3 separate regions of the Zea mays genome follow, and regions 2 and 3 are each linked to region 1. The links are chromatin contacts, called in public Hi-C maps. All regions are on one chromosome and are shown on one strand. Each heading gives the region's core, a stretch centred on a gene start, on an enhancer-like site or on the middle of the called end of the contact. The rest is flanking DNA. Distances are from core to core; before and after follow the strand shown. Region 1 holds the start of LOC100276791. Region 2 holds the start of LOC100277582. Region 3 holds the start of LOC100272402 (Proline--tRNA ligase cytoplasmic).

Region 1 (4,105 bases), core at 569-3,068:
ACTGAATGCTATATCAGTGGAAGATGATATGTGGCACTCACTAAACCTCTGTGGGCTTGGAGAATACTGAAACCCCGAAACCTGCAAGGTTCAAACAACGAAACTGTCTTTGTTACATAGTTAACAATCAATAAAGATAAGGTAAACATACAAGCTATAATAAAATACAGAGGTGTCACCATATATAATAGCTACTGACACTGCACAATCTGTTTTATGTTACTGCTTAGTTTACCCAGCATGAGAAAAGCATGGACAATCAGTAATCACCCCTTTAAGAGCTGTGATTGGTTGGCAAACTAACAGGGGAATAACATAGGAGGGAATATTCCAGGAACGATGCCTTGTACAAGAAAGAAGCTTTCTACAGACAGTGGAATCACTAAAAAAAGATTGAGGTGGACTTATTCAGAGCAATCTCTAAGCAAGAAAGGTTACCCGAGGGCTTTGGTGGCTTCTGCCTTGGATTTTATGTGGGGAGTCACCATCAGCTGCTGTCATCAAAGCAAAAGATTTCCACACATCAGGAGTGTCAGGGACAGTAAGGATTATCTAGAACAGGATAAAAAAAGCTCTCAAAATCCTGAGGCGAAGAGGCTAAAAAACTCTGCACGGTGACATACTCATAACAGAGGCACTGCCGTCACCGCCGGAATTGTCCAGGCGCACCCAGTCGTCCACTATCTCCTTCCACTTCCTTCAAGTTGCAAGCAACACCAGGTTCCACAAAAGAGGATAATTAGACAGCATATTCAAAACCGAAAATCATCTGTCTAGTTCAACAGTGTCCGTGCCCATGTTCATCACCTGATGAGCTGCTTCACCAGCCGCCTGACCTCGGCCGAAGGATGCTTGCGCAGACCATTAACCTGCCGCCCGATGTCAGTCTCCTGCAGAAACACGAACATAAGCTTCAAAACTTTACCCTTCACATGGTTGTTGCTCCTGATCATCTCAAACAAGCAAGAAAACCGATTGGTCCACCCATTGGGTAAGCCAAACAAGAGTGAAAGAACAAAATGGCAAAAGAAAACTTGACCTGGAGTGCGTTGTAGGTAACATCCATGTCTGCCAGGTTCTGCAGCAAGCTCACCAGCTCGTTCTCGGGCTGTGACAAAACACCACAAGCGTGCAGTTTGCGTGAAAAACGACCGCGCATTTGGAGCAAATTTGCGCTGCGAGTTGGTAAAAATGGCTTCTTTGGGGACCTGATTAGGGTCCTCCAAGAAGTCCCTGATGGCCACGATCTTGCTCTCGAGATCAGGCTCGCCGGCGCCGAGCACCTCGGTCTGTGCCTCCGCGCCACCGGCTTGCGCGTCAGCCTCCGCCCACGGAGAAGCCGGAGCCGCCTCCTCGCCGTCCTCTTCCTCCAGCCCCGCGGCCGCTAAAGCGGCAACAGACGGCGGACGCCCGGCGCAGTTGCTACAGCCCGCGGCGGCAGCGTAGAGGCGCTCGACGATGCTATCGCGGCGCGCGCGAAGCTCGTCGGGGCGGTCGCGAGCGGCCGCGTCCAGCGCTGCGTCAACCAGCGCCCACAGGTTGCCCCCGAAGGCGTCCAGCGCGCGGCCGAGACGCTCGCCCCGGTCCATCGCCGGGCAGCCCACAACAGAGAACTCCTCACGACTGCTCTGCACAGACGCCGGGTGGGGCGTCGGATCGCCGGAGAGACAAAGCGGAGGCGGTGGCGGGCGTGTCGGGCCCGGCAAGCGAGCGGGAGGCGGAGCGACAGCGACGGACCCAGCTAAGGCTGCGGCGGTGGATCCAGAATGAGGGAGAGGAGAGAGAGAGAGAGAGGAAGACGGGCAGACGCAGACGGTAGAATTCTTGGCGATATTCCTATCGCTGGCTGGATTTGGCTGCGCTCAGCGTCAATCAGCTTCGGGTGGTGTTGGTGCCGTGGGTGTGGGTTGGTTTGGTTCGTTCTTGCGTGCCCCGCCCCCCGGGGTGTGGGGGCCTGCTGCGCGTTGCGATGCTCTCGGTCTCGGGCCTCGCCGCGCCGGTGGCCGCTTTCCGCCGCCTGGTCCCATGCGCTGTCTTTAACTCCGTTCCGGGGAGTGACGAAAATAGCCTCGGAAACCGCGGGGGCTCTCCTCCGGTCCTACGCCGCATTTATTTTTCCTTCTCGGAATTGTCATCGTTTTCTTTTTCTCTCGGAGAAAACGATGGTTTTTTTTTGGGGAATTGATAATTGCACAAGTGTGTAGCACATGGAATTGAGGTCCTGTTCCAATCTCGTGAGATAAACTTTAGCAGCTTTTTTAGCTACTTTTAGCCATTTGTAATCTAAACAAGAGAGCTAATGGTGGTAATTGAAATTAAACTTTAGCACTTCAACTCATATAGCTAAAGTTTAGCAGGAAGCTAAAGTTTATCCTGTGAGATTGAAACGGGGCCTGATACTGCATGCGTTCCAAGGCGGTGAGTTGGGTGGAGATCCTGATACCGTGGGCAGAGGTGCTTGTAGTGTGAATGTGTTTGTGCCTCAATTTACCCTTGATGTTATGATTTTCTTTTGTGATATATTTATAAAAACATTTACACCTCCTTTCCTAAAATAGTTATTGTTATAGAATTTGTATTCCTCAAACTTTTTTTCAAATTTAACTAGATTTATAAATAATATTAGAAATATTTGTATCCCTAAATAAGTTTATTATGAGAATAGATTTAAGGATCTATTTAATTATACTAATTATGTATATAAGTATTAATAGTTTTATATATATATATTTGATCAAGGTTAAAAAAATGTTTGTGATTGTGTACTCCTATTAGAGTATCTCAAGACAACCCAAAAGATTACTCTAAGATAAAGGCATGGCCAATAATACATGGTTCGGACGAAAGACAACGTCGATCTGGTCACCTCGACCAGGTCAACCTTGATCTTGGTCGTTGTGGGAGATAAATATCCCCTAGGTCCTCATAACGTGGATATGCTCCATGGGTTGCTTGATGGGCCCCCGACAGTTAGCCTAACAGAGTGTACCATTGGATCGTGGCCAGGTAGAACGAGGTCGACCAAGAAGGATGATGAACGGAACAGGGAATAATCTCGAAAAATACGGCACAAGGGTACTATCTGTGCGCGCCAACCACAAAAGGATCATTGATACTTCGCGCGCACGGTTCACACATACCTGAAGAGCTAGATACTCGGAAGATAACTCAGAAGAGGCGAACAAACTCTGGATGAGCAAGAGCGCATGCGACGTCAGAGTTAGACTTGGATAGAGTTAGATAGGCATCACGACTTGTAAAGGGATATCCCTCCTGTCGGCGTTTCGAACCCGGGGGGTCCCTGGACCGACGAGTAAATTGTCGCCGCGTGCCCCAGCCCAGATGGGTCGGCGCGAGACGGAGCGCGAAGGGGGAAAATGGAGCCGGAGGGAGACAGGCGTAAAAGGGGAAACCCACGGCCTTCGTGTTTGTCCCGCGCCCAGGTCGGGTGCGCTTGCAGTAGGGGGTTACAAGTGTCCACGCGGAAGGGAGCGAGAGTCTTACGCGAGCGCCGTCCCGTCCTTCCCCGCGCGGCCAACCCTCTATAAGAGGGCCATGTACCTTCCTTTTATAGGCGTAAGGAGAGGATCCAGGTGTACAATGGGAGGTGTAGTAGTGTGCTAATGTGTCTAGCGGAGAAGAGCTAGTGCCCTAAGTACATGTCGTCGTGGCAGCCGGAGAGGTTTTGGCACCCGGTTCGTGTGGTGTCGTGGCCGTCGGAGGAGCGCTGGAGCCTGGCGGAAGGACAGCTGTCGGGGCTGTCGAGTCCTTGCTGACGTCTCCTTGCTTCCGTAAGAGGGCTGAGAGCCGTCGTCGTCATGGAGCATGCGGGGCGCCATCATTACCTGTTTACCGGGGCGAGCCAGATGGGACGCCGGTCTTGTTCCCCGTAGCCTGAGTTGGCTTGGGGTAGGGTAATGATGGCGCCTCCTGTGACGTGGTCGGTCCGAGCCCTGGGTTGGGCGAGGTGGAGGCTCCTCCGAGGTCGAGGTCGAGTCTGTCTTCTGAGGCCGAGGTCGAGGCCGAGCCCCTGGGTCGGGCGAGGCGGAGATCGTCGGAGAGGCCAGGGCCGAGCCCGAGTCTGAGCCCTGGGTCGGGCGAGGTA
Region 2 (4,105 bases), core at 494-2,993, 420 kb before region 1:
TTCGGGTTCATTGCAAACTCCACTAGCGCGAGTGCTTGGTCCACTTCCACTAGAAGCTTGACTGAAATAGCTCTTTAAATCTGTCATTTTACGAAGCATATAACATGTATTAGATAAATAGAAGACATTACAACAGTGGAGTGTTCACATAATATAGAGAATTAGAGAGATACTTTTTTGGGCCATATTCTTTGCCATATTCTGTGGAGCGAGCAGTGGAGCACGCAGGGACCGCGACCAGAGGCCAGAGCAGCGCCCATTCACCCAGCCCGCAGGCGAGCATCGAGGACCGAGCTGCTATAGGCTGCAACCTGCAAGCCTGCAGCGCGGAGCGCCGGAGCGCACTGCGGTGGCGCGGCGCTGTGCGGCTGGCTTTTAGGCTTTGCCTTTGCGGCTTTGCCTGTGCTGTGCGCCGACGACGGACAGATGGCAGGTCGGCAAGAGCGCTGCCGCGCTGGACGCCGAGGCAGTGAAGAGCGGAGTACTGTGTAGTGAACTGCGGGGATGCGGCTGCGGACTGCGCGGATGGCGCTTGCGGGCAGATGACGCTCGGTCGCTGAGAGCCTGAGACGGATGAGTGATAACCTAATCTCTATTTAGGCCGGTTCAAGATATTGCCTAGACAATACTGAACCATATTGAGCTCTCCACACCTGTGTAGCCCCATTTCAGTGCTGTGCTTGAACTCCCTCCTCCCTGCTCGCTTCCTAGCAGTGCCCGGCCCCACCGGATCAATCACGAGTAACGGCGACCAGCAGACCAGACACAGCCGTGTCCGTGTCCGTGTCCGTGGACGCGTGCCCCACTCCGGCCCGGGTCTCTCGCCCACTCCCCTGCCGCCGGCTCCCGAAACTACCCCGGGTCGGCCGCCGACGCCCCGGCACCAGGCGAGGGGCAGCGCCGTAACCTCTCTCGCTCGCTCGCCCGCCCCCCGCGTCGCGTGCGCGTGTGCTCGGCTACCCACGCGGACCGCGTCCGCCGCGGTCACAGTGCTGGTTGCTGGTTGCTACCTCCTCGACGACACAAACAACTCGGTTTCTTTTACTAATCCTATCCACAATTCCAAATCCTCTCCCTCGTCCTGTTGATCGCTGAACCCTGACCAGACCTGGCCGTGCGGAGGATTTTTAGACTAGTCGGATTGGTGGTCTCCACCGTCCATAGCGATCCCGTCACTTCAGATAGTTTAAACTAAAACCAACACTTTATCTTTTATATCAAAGAAGAAGCAAACGAGTAGAATAATGCTCCGTCTGCAAGCACGAGCTGCACGGCACGATGTGATCGCGGCCTGCTGCTTGCCACTGCGCCCAATAGTCTCGTCCTCACGCTTCTGGGCTTGTGGTTAAAGGTCGCAGGGAGGGCGCATTTACTTAGCGCTTATTAATCACTCTGCCGTCTCCATCTCTAGCTCTCTGCACGGTTAAAGAAACAAATGTCAAATAGTGCTTCAAGTTTCATTCATGAAAATACAGCGAGTATACTGCTACACCATATAGTAGATCCACACAAGGAGTCGTGAGCAGCGGCCATAGCAAGACCTCCAAACAAAAAAAAAAGAAATTCTAAACAAAAACCGGAAACATTCCGAAACCAGAGGAATATTTGCGCCCACAAAAATAATACTACTCCAACCGCCATGATTAGCCCTGACGATGACAGCTTCGGACCCTTTCTTCCCCAACCTTCCCAAACCAATAAACTAATCTCCCCTCACTGATCGCGCTATCCCCCACTTATATACGTACCCACCACGCCACCCTCCCCATCACCATTCACTCATCCACCACCACCAACGGCGCCGCAACCCCCACGCAATCTCACCGGAAAAACGCCTCCTCCAGTTGAGCTGAGCCTGAGCTGCAGCTGAGCCGCCATGTGCCCGCGGACCCACTGAGCCAAAACCCCTCGACCCCGCCCCCACTGCAGGCCGTTCCCTTTCCAAGATCCGCGCTTTGATCCGTCCGCCGCCGCCCGAGACCATGCCGGCCACGGACCTCCAGGGCTCCTCCCCGTTCTCCTCCTTCGGCCGCACCCTCCTCTCCCTCCGCCGCGACGCCCCGGCGTCCGCGTCCGCGGCGGCTGCGATGCCGCCGCCCGGCGTCGACCCGGAGCTCGAGGAGTTCCACGCCCACGTCGCCGCGCACCTCGCGGACCTGAGCGGCCCCGGCGCTGCTGGGGAGGAGGAGTTCATGTCCATCGCGTGGATCCGGCGCCTGCTGGAGGCGTTCCTGCTCTGCCAGGAGGAGTTCCGGGTGGCGGTGGCCGAGGCGCGCCGCCGCCGCGCCGGGGCCACTCCCCCCGCCGGCGAGAGGCTGGTGGCCGAGTTCGGCGACCGCGCCGTCAAGGCCCTCGACGTCTGCAACGCGGCGCGCGACGGCGTCGACCAGGCGCGCCGCTGGGAGCGCCTCGCGGGCATCGCGGCGTCCGCGCTGCTGGCGCCCGCCGACGGCCAGATCCACGAGGGCCAGCTCCGTCGCGCGCGGAAGGCGCTCTCGGACCTCTCCGTGCTCCTCATCGACGACGCCGCAGCCGCCGCCGCCACGGGGCCCGCCGGCGGGCTCGCCTCGATCCTCGCGTCCCACCGCAACCGCTCCTTCGGCCGCGCGCGGGCGTCGCCGTCCCGCGCCTCCTCCTCCTCGTCGTCGTCCTCGTCGCCCTCCGCGCACTTCCGCTCGCTCTCGTGGAGCGTGTCCCGCACCTGGTCCGCGGCGCGCCAGCTACAGGCCATCGGGGCCGGCCTGGCCGCGCCGCGCGCCAGCGAGGCCTCCTGGAGCCTCGCCGCGCCGGCGTACGCCATGGGCTGCCTGCTCCACCTCGCCGCCTGGGCGCTCGTCGCCGCCGTCCCCTGCCCGGACCGTGCCGCCGCGCTCCAGGCGCACCACCTGCCGGCCGCGCCGCCGCGCGCCGCGTTCCCCTGGGCGCCGCCGCTCCTCGCGCTCCAGGAACGCCTCGCCGAGGAGGGGAAGCGCAAGGACCGCCGCAATTCGTGCGGCCTGCTCAGGGAAATCCACGCGCTGGAGAAGTGCGCGCAGAGGCTCGCGGAGGCCATCGATGCCGCGCCGGTCCCACTCACCGGCGAGCGGGAGGCCGAGGTGCGGGAGGCTGCAGCCCAACTCGCCGCCGCCTGCTCCGCCATGAAGGACGGGCTGGACCCGCTGGAGAGACAGGTCCGCGAGGTCTTCCACCGCATCGTGCGCAGCCGAATGGAGGGTCTCGATTCACCGATGCCCAATGCCGATTGAGCTCAATCAACATGATCATCATCATCTTGCCTTTAGATTTCCCAATGTGGCGGTGCTAGGTAGCTATCTTTTTTCGCTCGCTCTTGTGATCAGCTAGTGGTAAGTATAAAATGTGTGTCCTTGTGTAAAGGATTACAGAAAAAGGGAGAGGGAAGGTGTCATCTTTAGGTAAAGATGGTTCCTTTATTCCCATGTTTTGATGCTGCATTTGGTGTATATCGTTGTGTTTTTTTGCTAGTGTCACGTCTGTTCGCTGCTAATTCTCGAGCAACTTGTGTCACTTTGGGAATGTGACTATCATTGACAATGCTAACAAGCAGGAAAAAAAATGTAAATATGTACTGTAGTTTAACTTTGCACACTCCCTTGGTTTTTCATTCCATCAATATCATTGTGCAAAGAAATGGGACAACAATTGTCGCAAAAATGCGGGCGGATCGAATTGTGACACAATAACACCAACAAAGCCTTGGTGGTCAGAGTATTCTAAATGGTCTCAATTGGGCAATATGTGGCATATTTTGGACTGCTCATCTGCATTATGAATTGAATTGATTGACCTTTGTGGTAAATCGATTCATGAGTTGCAAAGTGAATAGATGAAGAACGGGAGCAACTGGATGTAACTATTATTATGAAATAAACTGATTACAAGCATATTTCAGAATAGATGCTGCAACCTTCTCTGTGGAGGAAAAGGAAAACCAAGTTGCAGGATATTTTTGAAGGCATTGAAAACCAAGTTGTACTTAACGAAACTGCAGTATTTTGTGTGTTTATGCTTTACCCAAATGTCTTGCTCGTGCAATTTTCTTGTACATACAGTGGGTTCCATAGACCATTTCTGATTCTCGAGTAAC
Region 3 (4,105 bases), core at 867-3,366, 320 kb after region 1:
CGGTTCTCAGCCCCTTACGGAAGCAAGGAGACGTCAGCAAGGATCTGACAGCCCCAACAGCTGTACTTCCACGGGGCTCAAGCGCTCCTCCGACGGCCACGACATCACATGAACAGGGCGCCAAAACCTCTCCGACAGCCACGACGGCACGTACTTAGGGCTCTGGCTCCTCTCTGCTAGACACGTTAACACATTGCTACACCCCCCATTTTACACCTGGGCCCTCTCCTTACGACTATAAAAGGAAGGTCCAGGGCTCTCGTACGAGAAGGTTGGCCGCGCAGGAGAACGGGCCGGCGCACAAGGCTCTCTCTCTCCCTCTCCCATGCGAGCGCTTGTAACCCCCTACTGCAAGCGCATCCGCCCTGGGCGCAGGACAACACGAGGCCACAGTTTCCCCTTGCTATTTCTCCCCCTTTGTGTTCCGTCTCGCGCCGACCCATCTGGGCTGGGACACGCAACGACAATTTACTCGTCGGTCCAGGGACCCCCCGGAGTCGAAACGCCGACAGGGTTAACATCAAAATAGCATCCGAATTTGGACAACATGATCTTGCTAAGGTACCCGAGACCATCTTTCAGCACCTAATTCACTGCAGCAGCAGTGGGTATCGCTCCTTTCCCTAACCCAACCGCATAGAGCAGAGCCTGAAGAAAACCTGGTAGCTGGAACTGGATCCATGAGCGACGACGATTATGGCCAGGGGCACAAGCGTACAGTTTAGTAAAAGAAGTTTATGTTTCAAATAACCCCATAAATGACATTTTGTTTTGTAAGCATATGATTGATAATAGTCTCTTAGCGAAACGTGTTTTATAATGATATTTGAGCGAATCCTAAGTTTCATAACGGCAGAAATCCAATTTTCTACCCCACAGTCGGCCACCTTCGACGGTCCCTGCCAGTCTGCCTCTGCCCAAAGCCCCCAACTCGGTTTTCCACTGTTCCTCGTCGCCTCCACCTTCCTAGGGATGGTAATTTTACCCGCGGGTTCGGGTACGAAAATTAACCCGCGGGTCTCACCCATACCCGACCCGTGATAAAATCGGGTCGGGTACGAGTTTTATATTTCACCCGCGGGTCCTAGCGGATATCCGAATTATTCTCAGTTTTCAGCCCACCAGAGTCTAGAAATCGACCCAATGTCCATTTTTATTCCCTATTCAGTATTCACCCAGGAACCCTAGTCTCTCGGTCTCTCCTCTCTGTCTCTCTCACGCCATCACACGTCTCTCTCTGTCTCAGCCCGTCAGCCGCCTGCCCGCCCAGCCACAAGCAGCCGCCACCCGCCACTCCGCCAGAAAGGCAGAAACACAGAAACCGAGCGCCCTGCCCCTGCGTCCGTCCGACGTCCCTGCCGTCCAGGTCCGACTGCCGTGGTGCCGGTGAGCCGGTGCCGCCTGCGCCCTGCCTGCGACCCTGCGTGGCTCCATTCTCCACCCGCCAACGCTAGCGAGCGGACCTGCGTCCCTGGAGCCGTGGAGTGCCCCTAGCCTGCGACCGGCGACCCTGCGTCCGTGGCTCCATCTCCGCCGCCACTCGCCACCGCTAGCGAGGAGCGAGTGCCCCTGCGTAGCTGCGCTGCGTCCCTGGCTCCATCTACATAGTCCTTGCCGCCCTGCAAGTGGATCCGGCAGGTTCTCAAACCATCCATGGCGCCTACAAGTGGATTCGGTAGGTTCTCAAACCTTTGCTGTTTTGTTAAATTGAATACTTTGAAGTCTGGTTCAAGTGTAAACGATATGTACTCATATATTGCTTGCTTCTGTAACAGTAATCAGATTTATTATGTCTTGTTTTTTGTTCTACCTTGTCATTTGTCAACCTTATGTTTTATTTGTGTGAAGTGTAATTATACCCGCGGGTATCCGATACCCGCCCGATACCCGATGGATACGAGCACGGGTACAAATTCCTACCCACGCGTATAGTCGCGGACGAATATGAGTAATACCCACGAGTATTGTCGCGAGCAGATATTTACTATACCCGATCTAAACGCGACCCATTGCCATCCCTACACCTTCCTGTCCCATTGGCAACTTGCGCGCTACTCTGACTCGGAGTGGCCGCTACTCTACCCCACCCACACCCTTCCGCCCGCCGCCACTAAACCCTAGCGGGACACCCGCCTTGCTCGCGCCGCCTCATCCTCTCACTCCTCTCGGACCCCCGGTGGCCGGTGCAGAGCTGCGCGACCGAGAACCGAATCTGTGAGCCATGTCGACCAACAAGGGCAGCGCGGCCAAGGGCGGCGGAGGTTCGATCACCTCCTTCCCCGTCGTCTTCCACCGTCACCGTTGGGCTTGTTTGCATCTGAACTTGTTTGGTTGCGGATTGCAGGGAAGAAGAAGGAGGTGAAGAAGGAGACGAAGCTCGGGATGGCCTATAAGAAGGACGACAACTTCGGGGAGTGGTACTCCGAGGTTGGTTAAGTGTTAGTAGGGCAACTAGTTCGGATTTGATTAATGTTGTTAGACTTCATTTGATTTAGTTCCAATTTGGTTGATGTCGGTGCTGTGGTGGGATGTGCTCTATGCCATTACGGCAGGGATGTAATTCGTAGGTTTTGATAGGATTGGCATAAGAGAGGTTAGGAGAAATCACTGTTTCAGTAGCTTAGAAATTTGGTCTGTGAACAGACACTGTCATACTTCTAGACTATAGTTGCCTATTCTAGACCTACTTAAATTATTGCCCAAACTACTTAGAGCCCACAGCAAAAGCTACAAAATTCGTCAAAGGCTCACAACAATTACAAACTCACCCTAGTTGTGAGAAACTGGATTAGTTGGCTTTCTATATTGTTTCAGGTGCAGTGATTCCATTAAGCACCATATTCATACTGCTATTCTTCTATTGCTCTTTTGACACATGACAAAATATCTTTCCTCGAAATTTGGTCATCGCTTTTTGTACCTCTTTCTTTTCATGTGACTATTTCATAACATTGCTATTTGTTCCTACAGGTTGTTGTTAACAGTGAAATGATTGAGTACTATGACATTTCTGGTTGTTATATATTGAGGCCATGGGCGATGGAAATCTGGGAGCTACTGAAAGTAAGTTTATGGACTATAAACAATAAGTGTCCTTTGTTGCAAATTCTGGAATTGCAATTATCTCAGTGCTAAATAATAGCCACCCTTGTATCTGGAGACTGATGTCTGGTGTGGTGTAGAACTTTTCACAGCTTATACAAAACAGAAGTTCTGACTCAGAATTATGTAGGAAGCTATGTTTAGCATCAGGAACCTTTGTGTTTATTTCTATACATATTTGCGAAGCACAGTGACAATACTATAATTTTGATAACTGTTTTGTGATTTGGTGCAGGAATTCTTTGATGCAGAAATTAAAAAGCTGAAGCTCAAACCATATTATTTCCCTTTGTTTGTTACTGAGAATGTTCTACAGAAGGAAAAGGACCACATTGAGGGCTTTGCACCTGAGGTGTGCCTTTTACTCTTCCCTTCACATATCTGTTTCCAGATTTGCACAGTTAGGATATCTATTCAATTCTTCCAGTCTGCTCAACTATAAGAGTTACTAAATTTGGAAGCAGCTCTGTAAGGAAAACTACATGGAATTGGGCTTACACATAACTAGCTGTTTTTTTTTGCTTTATTATCATCTGAATATAACACATGTTTCCTTTGTTTTAGCGATCTGGTCTCAATGATTTTTCTTTTGAGAGACGAGAATTTAAGATCTAGCAGAATTCTTTTGTTTGCATCTGAATATCTCATAATATGTGTTTTCGTCTGTTCTGTTTCCATGAATTTTTGAGAAAAAAAACAGAATTTAAGATCTCTCAGAATTTAAAAGCACCTCGTTATTACTCTCTTCCTCATGTAAAGATAAGGTCACAATTCTCATGGACTCCCTGTGACCTTTAGGCTGTAGCTAGCAGATCATGCATATGGCTATGCAAAACACGGTTTTGCACAGTAGACATCACTGTTTACAGAGTGAAGTTTGAAATTGGAGGTGGGATAGAAGATGAGATAGGATAGCTGATGGAGATAGCCTTATGGTACCACTATATTTAGGAGAAGCCTAATTGGGATTGTTAATTTGTATATATATTTATGCCTACGTAAT

The links. A called contact is a pair of places that touch in the nucleus more often than the background predicts.
Region 2: a contact with region 1 is called in a Hi-C map of leaf, with 7 times the contacts expected there. The contact joins the promoter of LOC100277582 here to the promoter of LOC100276791 in region 1. A contact is called at or near these places in 3 of 25 Hi-C or Micro-C datasets (endosperm, leaf and tassel).
Region 3: a Hi-C map of ear shows a contact between it and region 1, with 2.6 times the contacts expected there. The contact joins the promoter of LOC100272402 here to the promoter of LOC100276791 in region 1. A contact is called at or near these places in 3 of 25 Hi-C or Micro-C datasets (ear, leaf and tassel).

What each region holds. Positions count from the first base shown.
Region 1 is chr4:221,907,501-221,911,605 of Zm-B73-REFERENCE-NAM-5.0, forward strand. It overlaps LOC100276791, which reads right to left and starts at 1,819. Exons shown (of 9, transcript NM_001150502.1): 1 at 1,209-1,819; 2 at 1,040-1,108; 3 at 808-890; 4 at 624-697; 5 at 439-494; 6 at 42-81. The coding sequence starts at 1,589.
Region 2 is chr4:221,484,578-221,488,682 of Zm-B73-REFERENCE-NAM-5.0, forward strand. LOC100277582 reads left to right here and starts at 1,744. Exons shown (of 1, transcript NM_001151100.2): 1 at 1,744-3,571. The coding sequence starts at 1,983. The coding sequence ends at 3,245.
Region 3 is chr4:222,232,014-222,236,118 of Zm-B73-REFERENCE-NAM-5.0, forward strand. LOC100272402 (Proline--tRNA ligase cytoplasmic) reads left to right here and starts at 2,117. Exons shown (of 12, transcript NM_001359614.1): 1 at 2,117-2,261; 2 at 2,345-2,427; 3 at 2,971-3,063; 4 at 3,338-3,454. The coding sequence starts at 2,222.